Regions from separate parts of the Ovis aries genome. Here region 2 is linked to region 1. A link is a contact called in public Hi-C data. All regions are on one chromosome and are shown on one strand. The core of a region is the stretch at or near the end of the contact, and the rest is flanking DNA. Distances in the headings are between cores, read along the strand shown.

Region 1 (3,601 bases), core at 419-2,918:
AAAAAGCAATCTTCACATCAAAGGAAAGTTCTGTCTCTGTGTACAGCATGGTACTCTGTCTCTGGGCTTCGTGTAAACACGCTGATAGAAATTGTAGCTACTCATAAGTGACGCAAGTGACCAAGAGTTAGCATCGCCCAGCACTACACTCTGAGCCCGAAATGCAGGAGCCCTGGGAACCGCCCCTCCCTTGGGGCCCCGCAGGACCTGGGCCTGGCGGAGTTTCCCAGGGAACATCAGCAGCAGAGGCAGGAGGAGAAACCCCATCAGGGCAGTGCAGTGTTCTGGCCCAGGGCTTTGCACCTTGAGTGTTGATGAATTTGTTGATTTTGTTGGAACGAGATCAACATGGTGGGGCAACGGCTTCTCGTAACCAAGTTCCTGCCCCCTACTACAGACTGCTGGCCCATCTCCAGCATCCAGGTCTCTCGCCAGCGTTAGGGGCCAAACTGCGCCCCTCAATATTTATACGCTGAAGTGTTAACTCCAGTACTCCAGCATGTGACCTTATTTGGAAATGGAATCGCTGCAGATGTCACTGGTTAAGATGAGATCAAACTGGAGTAGGGTGGGCCCTACTCCCTGGACACCAGTAGGCTGGTGTCCTTATTAAAAAGAGAAATTTGGACTTCCCTGGTGGCCCAGTGGTTAAGAAACTGCCTCCCAATGCAGGAGACACAGGTTCAACCCCTGCTCTGGGAAGATTTCACACGCAGAGGGGCAAATAAGCCCTGTGAGCCACAACTATCAAGCCTATGTGTTCTAGAGCTCATGCTCTGCAACAAGAAGCCTCTGCAATGAGAAGCCCGTGGACCACAATGAACAGTAGCCGTCGCTCACCGCAACTAGAGAAAGCCAGCGAGCAGCAACAGAGACCCAGTGAAGCCAAAAATACATAAATAAAACTTAAAAAAATTTTTTTAATAATATTTGGTTGCACCAGGTCTTCGTTGTGGCATGTGGTATCTTCTATTTCCTTGCAGCATGCAGGATCTTTCCTCATGGCATGTGGGATCTAGTTCCCTGACCAGGGATAAACCCAGCCACCTGCATTGGGAGCAGGGAGTCTTAGCCACAGGACCCACCAGGGAAGTTCTGCACTTTGATTCTAATCCGGGAGGTTTCCAAGCAGAAGGGCAGGGCCACTGAAGCCCACGTTTTGGGAAAACTGCCCTGAGAGTGATACAAGCCATGATAGAAAGTGACAAATGACAGGGAGATGGGTTGGGCTGGGCCTTCTGTACAGCTTCTTCTGTGTTCCCTCAGGTTTGAGGAAGCATCCCCTTGCCTTCCCAGTGGGCAGAGGGAGCTGTGCTTATCACATATCATGCCCTTCTCCCCAAGTTCTCGATACGGAGGGAGACCCTGGTCCTCAATGACCTTGGTTATCTGTCTGCCTTGCTTATGGGCCTTGCCCTTCTAGTGCTTCTCCTGCCCTCTGTCAAGCACCTTCGAGGTCCAGTTGTGGGGCAGGGAGCAGTGGCCAGGAAGGATCTGACCCCTTTGGCCAGGCACAGCGACAGGTGGGCTGAAAGATGAACCACTAAACATGATCCTGAGGGCAGAGCTGGAGCGGCTCAGTTTCAGCCCCTCGGGTGCGAGCATGACTGCGCAGCTTTATATAGCTCTGCCGGTCCTATATAAGAAGGTGCCCTGGCCAACAGGAGCACGGAGAGCATTGTGGCAGCAGTGCTGGAGGTCACTGTCAGTCAGAAGAGCCTGCACACAGTCCGGGTCCGTGCACCTTCCTTCCCCGAGCAGGAGGGTCCCCACAGGGGTGGCCCAAACCATTGCTGCCAGGATGCCCAGCAGAACAGCCCGCTATGCCCGCTACAGCCCAAGGCAGCGGCGCCGGAGACTCCTGGCTGATCGCAGTGTGCACTTCCCTAATGACGTCCTGTTCTTGGACCACATCCGCCAAGGCGACCTGGAGCAGGTGGGGCGCTTCATCCGGACTCGGAAAGTCTCCCTGGACACCATCTACCCCTCGGGTGAGTGCCTGCGGGGCCAGTGAGGCTCTGTGGGGTGGCAGGGGAAGGCCTGAGCCTTGACCCCTCCTGTCCTGTCCAGGCCTGGCTGCCCTTCATGAAGCGGTGCTTTCTGGAAACCTCGAGTGCGTGAAGCTGCTAGTCAAATACGGGGCAGACATTCATCAGCGAGACGAGACAGGCTGGACACCCCTGCACATCGCCTGCAGTGACGGATACCCTGATATAGCCAGGTGAGAGGGTGGCCTCAAGGATGTAGTCCCCCCAAAGGTGGCCCTGCTAGTGTAGCTAAAAACCCTAAGGGCTTCTGTAATCTCCTTTCTGCCCTGTTGCCTCCCAAGAGCAAACTGCAAAAGTTAGCGAAACTTCCAAAGGGTCGGTTTCTTTCTCCTCACCTCACCTGGAAAGAGAAAAAACAGGTAGATCTCAGAACCGCAGGCTGCTACCTTCAGGCAGGGGTGAGCATTCTCTGGGCCACGTTTCCTCCTCAACTAGGGCTGCCCTTTGCACCCAGGTACCTCATTTCCCTGGGGGCGGACAGAGAAGCTGCGAACGACGATGGAGATCTGCCTTCAGACCTCATTGACCCGGAATTCAAGGACTTGGTGGAGCTATTCAAAGGGACTAAGATGGACTGAGCCCAGCCCTGCCCTCCCAGGGCGCTAGCTCTGCCTGGAGAAGTCAGGTGCCCATCTCCCCCGGAAGCCAGGAGTGCCCCACCAGCTGGGCTATGGGCCGGCCAGACTGGCCGGGACCCCACACAAGGGCAAAAGCCCTCCCCTCTCCCAACCGCGGCCTGGGTTTTTCTTCGGGTGAAATTTTTTTTTTTTTATTGCTATACTTTTTACTTTTTCAATAAACGTGATTCCTAAGCCCGTGGTGATGGCCTGATTACTGGAGATCGTCCTGTCCAGTCCTTCGGCTCCGGTTGCTCTGGTGGTCAGCGGACAACCGCCGTCCACTCTGGTCTGGGGATCCTGCAGTGTCGGAGCAAGGAGCTAGAGTCTCGCGGCTCCCGACCGCCGGTCCCTGCCGTCCATCGATCCCGCTACCCCCAGGCCCTGTCTGTCCCAGAACTCCGACCCCGCTGGCCCAGGAGACTGGCCTCGACATCCCTCGTCCCCGGCTGGCAGGAACTCCAGGAACCCCAGACCCCAGCCTCTCGGCCCCAGCCCCGCGGCCCCGGCCCTCAGTCTCCGCCCCTCCGCGCGCCGGCGGTCACGTGACCTGCGCCAGTGCGCGTGCGCGGCGGCGACGCATCACTTCCGGCCGGGCCCCTGGCAGCGGCGGCGGCGGCCGAGAGGGCGAGGTGAGGCGGTAGCGGCGGGGGCGGGGCGGGCGCGGCCCGGACCCGCCCTGGCGCGGCGGCCGCGAGGGGAGGGCCCCGGGCTGGGTCGCGGGGTTCCCGGCCCGCCGCGGCGGAGGCTAGGGAGGGGCGCGGCGAGGCGGGGCGGGCCCGCGGGGCAAGGGGCTCAGAGGGAGTAGCGGGCCGCCGTTCTCCGTCCCTGAAGCTGCCGCCTCCTCGTCGCCCGGGGAGCAGCCCTGACGATGCTTCCTGACTGCGAAGCGCGGCCGGCCGGGTTCCCGCGGTTCGCCCTCCGCCGCCGTCCCGC
Region 2 (3,469 bases), core at 870-3,369, 44 kb after region 1:
ACTCTAATGGCAGAAAGTGAAGAGGAACTAAAAAGCCTCTTGATGAAAGTGAAAGAGGAGAGTAAAAAAGTTGGCTTAAAGCTCAACATTCAGAAAACGAAGATCATGGCATCTGGTCCCATCACTTCATGGGAAATAGATGGGGAAACAGTGGAAACAGTGTCAGACTTAATTTGGGGGGCTCCAGAATCACTGCAGATGATGACTGCAGCCATGAAATTAAAAGATGCTTACTCCTTGGAAGGAAAGTTATGACCAACCTAGATAGCATATTCAAAAGCAAAGATAGTACTTTGCCAACAAAGGTCCATCTAGTCAAGGCTATGGTTTTTCCAATGGTCATATATGGATATGAGAGTTGGACTGTGAAGAAAGCTGAGTGCTGAAGAATTGATGCTTTTGAACTGTGGTGTTGGAGAAGACTCTTGAGAGTCCCTTGGACTGCAAGGAGATCCAACCAGTCCATCCTAAAAGAGATTGGTCCTGGGTGTTCATTGGAAGGACTGATGCTGAGGCTGAAACTCCAGTACTTTGGCCACCTCATGTGAAGAGTTGACTCATTGGAAAAGACCCTGATGCTGGGAAGGATTGGGGGCAAGAGGAGAAGGGGATGACAGAGGATGAGATGGCTGGATGGCATCACCGACTCGATGCACATGAATTTGAGTGAACTCTGGGAGTTAATGATGGACAGGGAGGCTGCGATTCATGGGGTCGCAAAGAGACACGACTGAGCGACTGAACTGAATTGAACTGAATGTCTTCAGGGTGTAGCTGTGTTTTAGCAGGTGTGAGGGTTTCATTCCCTTTAAAAGCTGGGTAGGTCCACCTATTGAATGGATGGACCACGACTTGTTTATCCCTTCATACACAGACGGACTTTTGGCGACTGTGATAGGGCGGCTGTGATCACCCATTTAGCAGCCTTTCATGTGGACATGTCTTCATTTCTCTTGGGAATAAACCCAGAAGAGGAATCGCTAGGTGACATGATAACTCTCAGGGCTTCCCTGGTGGCTCAGCTGGTAAAGAACCTGCCTGCAACGTGGGAGAATTGGGTTCAATCCCTGGGTCAGGAAGATGGGAATGGCTACCCACTCCAGTATTTTTGCCTGGAGAATTCCATGGACAGAGGAGCCTGGCGAGCTATAGTCCATGGGGTCCAAGAGAATTGAACATGACTGAGTGAGTTAATACTTTCACTTTCATAGCAACTCTTAGTGACTAAACAGTGACAACCATGGTAACTCTATATTTAATTGATGGACTGCCAGCCCTGAGAATCCTTTAATATCCATGCCTGATCCAGTCACAGCCCTGATCAGGGCCCTCTAACAGTGTCTGACCTCATAGCCCAGGCCCTGCTGGCCCCCCTTCTGCCCTCCACCCTCCACCCACTGGCTTCCATCCTGGGACGCAGCCCCCAGGCTCCCGCCCACTGCAGGGGTTTGGCAAGCACCAGGTTCTCCACATGGAGCTCTCCTGCCTCCCTCCTGCTTTTCTTTGGTCCTCCCAGAATTCCTCCCAGAAACACAGGCAGGCTCCCAGAAGTCCTTTCCTACTTTGCTTCCATGACATTTATGCAATTAGTTCATTAGAATCCACGTCTGGAGGCACCAGAAACGCAAGTACTCTGTGTTTTAAAGTACATAATAGATTGTGGGACTGATTACAAAACCTAATACAATTTTTTTTTCATGGAAAAAAAAGCACACAATAGATGTTTCAAATCATTCAGTAGAAGAAGAAATTCTTTGAGCAAAAGGCCATCCAGACCTGTTTTAATTTCTAAATAGGATTGGGATGGGCTGAGCTCCCTTTTGCCCGAATAACATTCTGCAGTCCTCGGCTCTTTTCTGCTAAGAGTATTTTGGTTTCCCTTTGGGGTCTCTCTCCCCACTCTTAGTCTAGGGGAGGTTAGAAACCCAGACTCGGCCAGCCAGTCTGTCTTTGGCAGCTGAAGTTGATTCATGGAGACAAATGGCTCAGGTGGGGGCAATGAGAAGCCACCCAGGCCTGCTCTCATTTTCTCCATGGAGACGCTGAGCTGGCACAATGTGGCCAGGATTTGAGGAGAGACTGCCCAGGAATGAAGCCATGCGGGGAAAAGTCAGACTGAAACAGGAAGAGAGGTGGATGACACACCTGGATTAAGTCATGCCTTATGTCCAGGTGAGTCAATACATTCCCCCATGCATAAATCAGTCTGAACTGGGTTTCTGTACTACGTAATCAAAAGATTCCTGGTTAATGCAGGGTCTTCATGCGTGTGTGCTCAGCCACTTCAGTTGTGTCCAACTCTTTGTGACCTTATGGAGCCCACCAAGCTCCTCTGTCCATGGGGATTCTCCAGGCAAGAATACTGGAGTGGACTGCTGTGCCCTCCTCCAGGGGCTATTCGCAACTCAGGGATTGAACCCGTGTCTCTTCCATTGTAAGCAGATTCTTTACCACTGAGCCACCGGGGAAGCCCTGTGCAGGGTCTACAGCCCAGAAAAGTTTTGTAATCTTAGCCCATTTTCCTATCAGGTGGATTTTTTTCTTAGTGATTTGTAAGAACAATTAGTATATTAGGAACTTTTTACCATATACTTTGCAAAGGTTTTCCCTGATCTGTTTGTGCATGTTTGTATGTATTTCTTTATAGAAGGTTTTGCCATGCATAATACCAAAAATTGTTGTATGATCAAATGTCTGTCTTTCCTCCCATAATTTGTGGTCTTTAATTTTACTGTATCTTTTTAAGGCAATGCCCTTTATCAGATCAACAAGTTGTTGTTCTACTACTGGGTTGCTAGACGATTTTTTAAAAATCACAAATGAGTGTTCAATTGTTTCAAGTCCTCCTTCTGCAGCTGTTAAGATGATCATGGATTTTGTTTTCCTTTAACCTGTAATGGGAAGTACATTCATCAGTTTCCTGACATTGAAATCCCACTGTAAGCCCAGCATGGTCAGAGGTCTAACATTTTTTGTTGTATAGCTGACTTTATTAACAGTTTCTTTGGGTTTTATGCATTCACCATCAGGAATTAGATTGGTCTTTTAACTTTCGTTTTGGAGTTGAGATCATGCTAGCCTTCCATGATTTTTTTTTAAACATTTTTTTGGCTGTGCCAGGTAGCATGAGGGGTCCTCTCCGATCTGAGGTCAAACCCATTCTCCCTCTTCATTCCCCCTCAAAGTTGAGAGTCTTAACCACTGGATCACCAGGAAGTCTCTGAAAATTTTAAGACAACGAGTTTTCTGTTCCACGATCACAGTAAAAACTCACCTGTGAAACCAGCCATATCTGGTGTGCTTGTGTGTGAGTTTTGGTCAAACATTGTGGCAGTAACCGAAGACCATGTAAATGAGAACGAGAGGCTATGTGCTCACCGTGCTCTGATAGGGAAGTAGCCCGCTCGCTTGCATGCTGGAGAGATTCAAGGCAGACAGAGGAGGGGGCAGCTCCATCGTGAAAGGGGAG

Evidence for each region. Hi-C and Micro-C count contacts between places; a contact is called where the count stands out from the background.
Region 2: a contact with region 1 is called in a Hi-C map of mixed tissues, with 2.7 times the contacts expected there. The contact joins the enhancer-like site here to the promoter of PPP1R27 in region 1. A contact is called at or near these places in 4 of 16 Hi-C or Micro-C datasets (mixed tissues, retroperitoneal adipose tissue and tail adipose tissue).

The regions. Positions count from the first base shown.
Region 1 is chr11:50,544,035-50,547,635 of ARS-UI_Ramb_v3.0, forward strand. PPP1R27 (protein phosphatase 1 regulatory subunit 27) reads left to right here and starts at 1,669. Exons shown (of 3, transcript XM_004013068.5): 1 at 1,669-1,991; 2 at 2,071-2,221; 3 at 2,503-2,867. The coding sequence starts at 1,802. The coding sequence ends at 2,626. MCRIP1 (MAPK regulated corepressor interacting protein 1) reads left to right here and starts at 3,245. Exons shown (of 5, transcript XM_027974276.2): 1 at 3,245-3,601.
Region 2 is chr11:50,587,307-50,590,775 of ARS-UI_Ramb_v3.0, forward strand. No RefSeq gene overlaps it. Among named protein-coding and RNA genes, the nearest start is that of SLC25A10, 20 kb to the right of the region's middle. Within about 2 kb of position 2,120, at least 5 of the 54 cell types and tissues checked have an H3K27ac peak or open chromatin away from gene starts, as enhancers often do.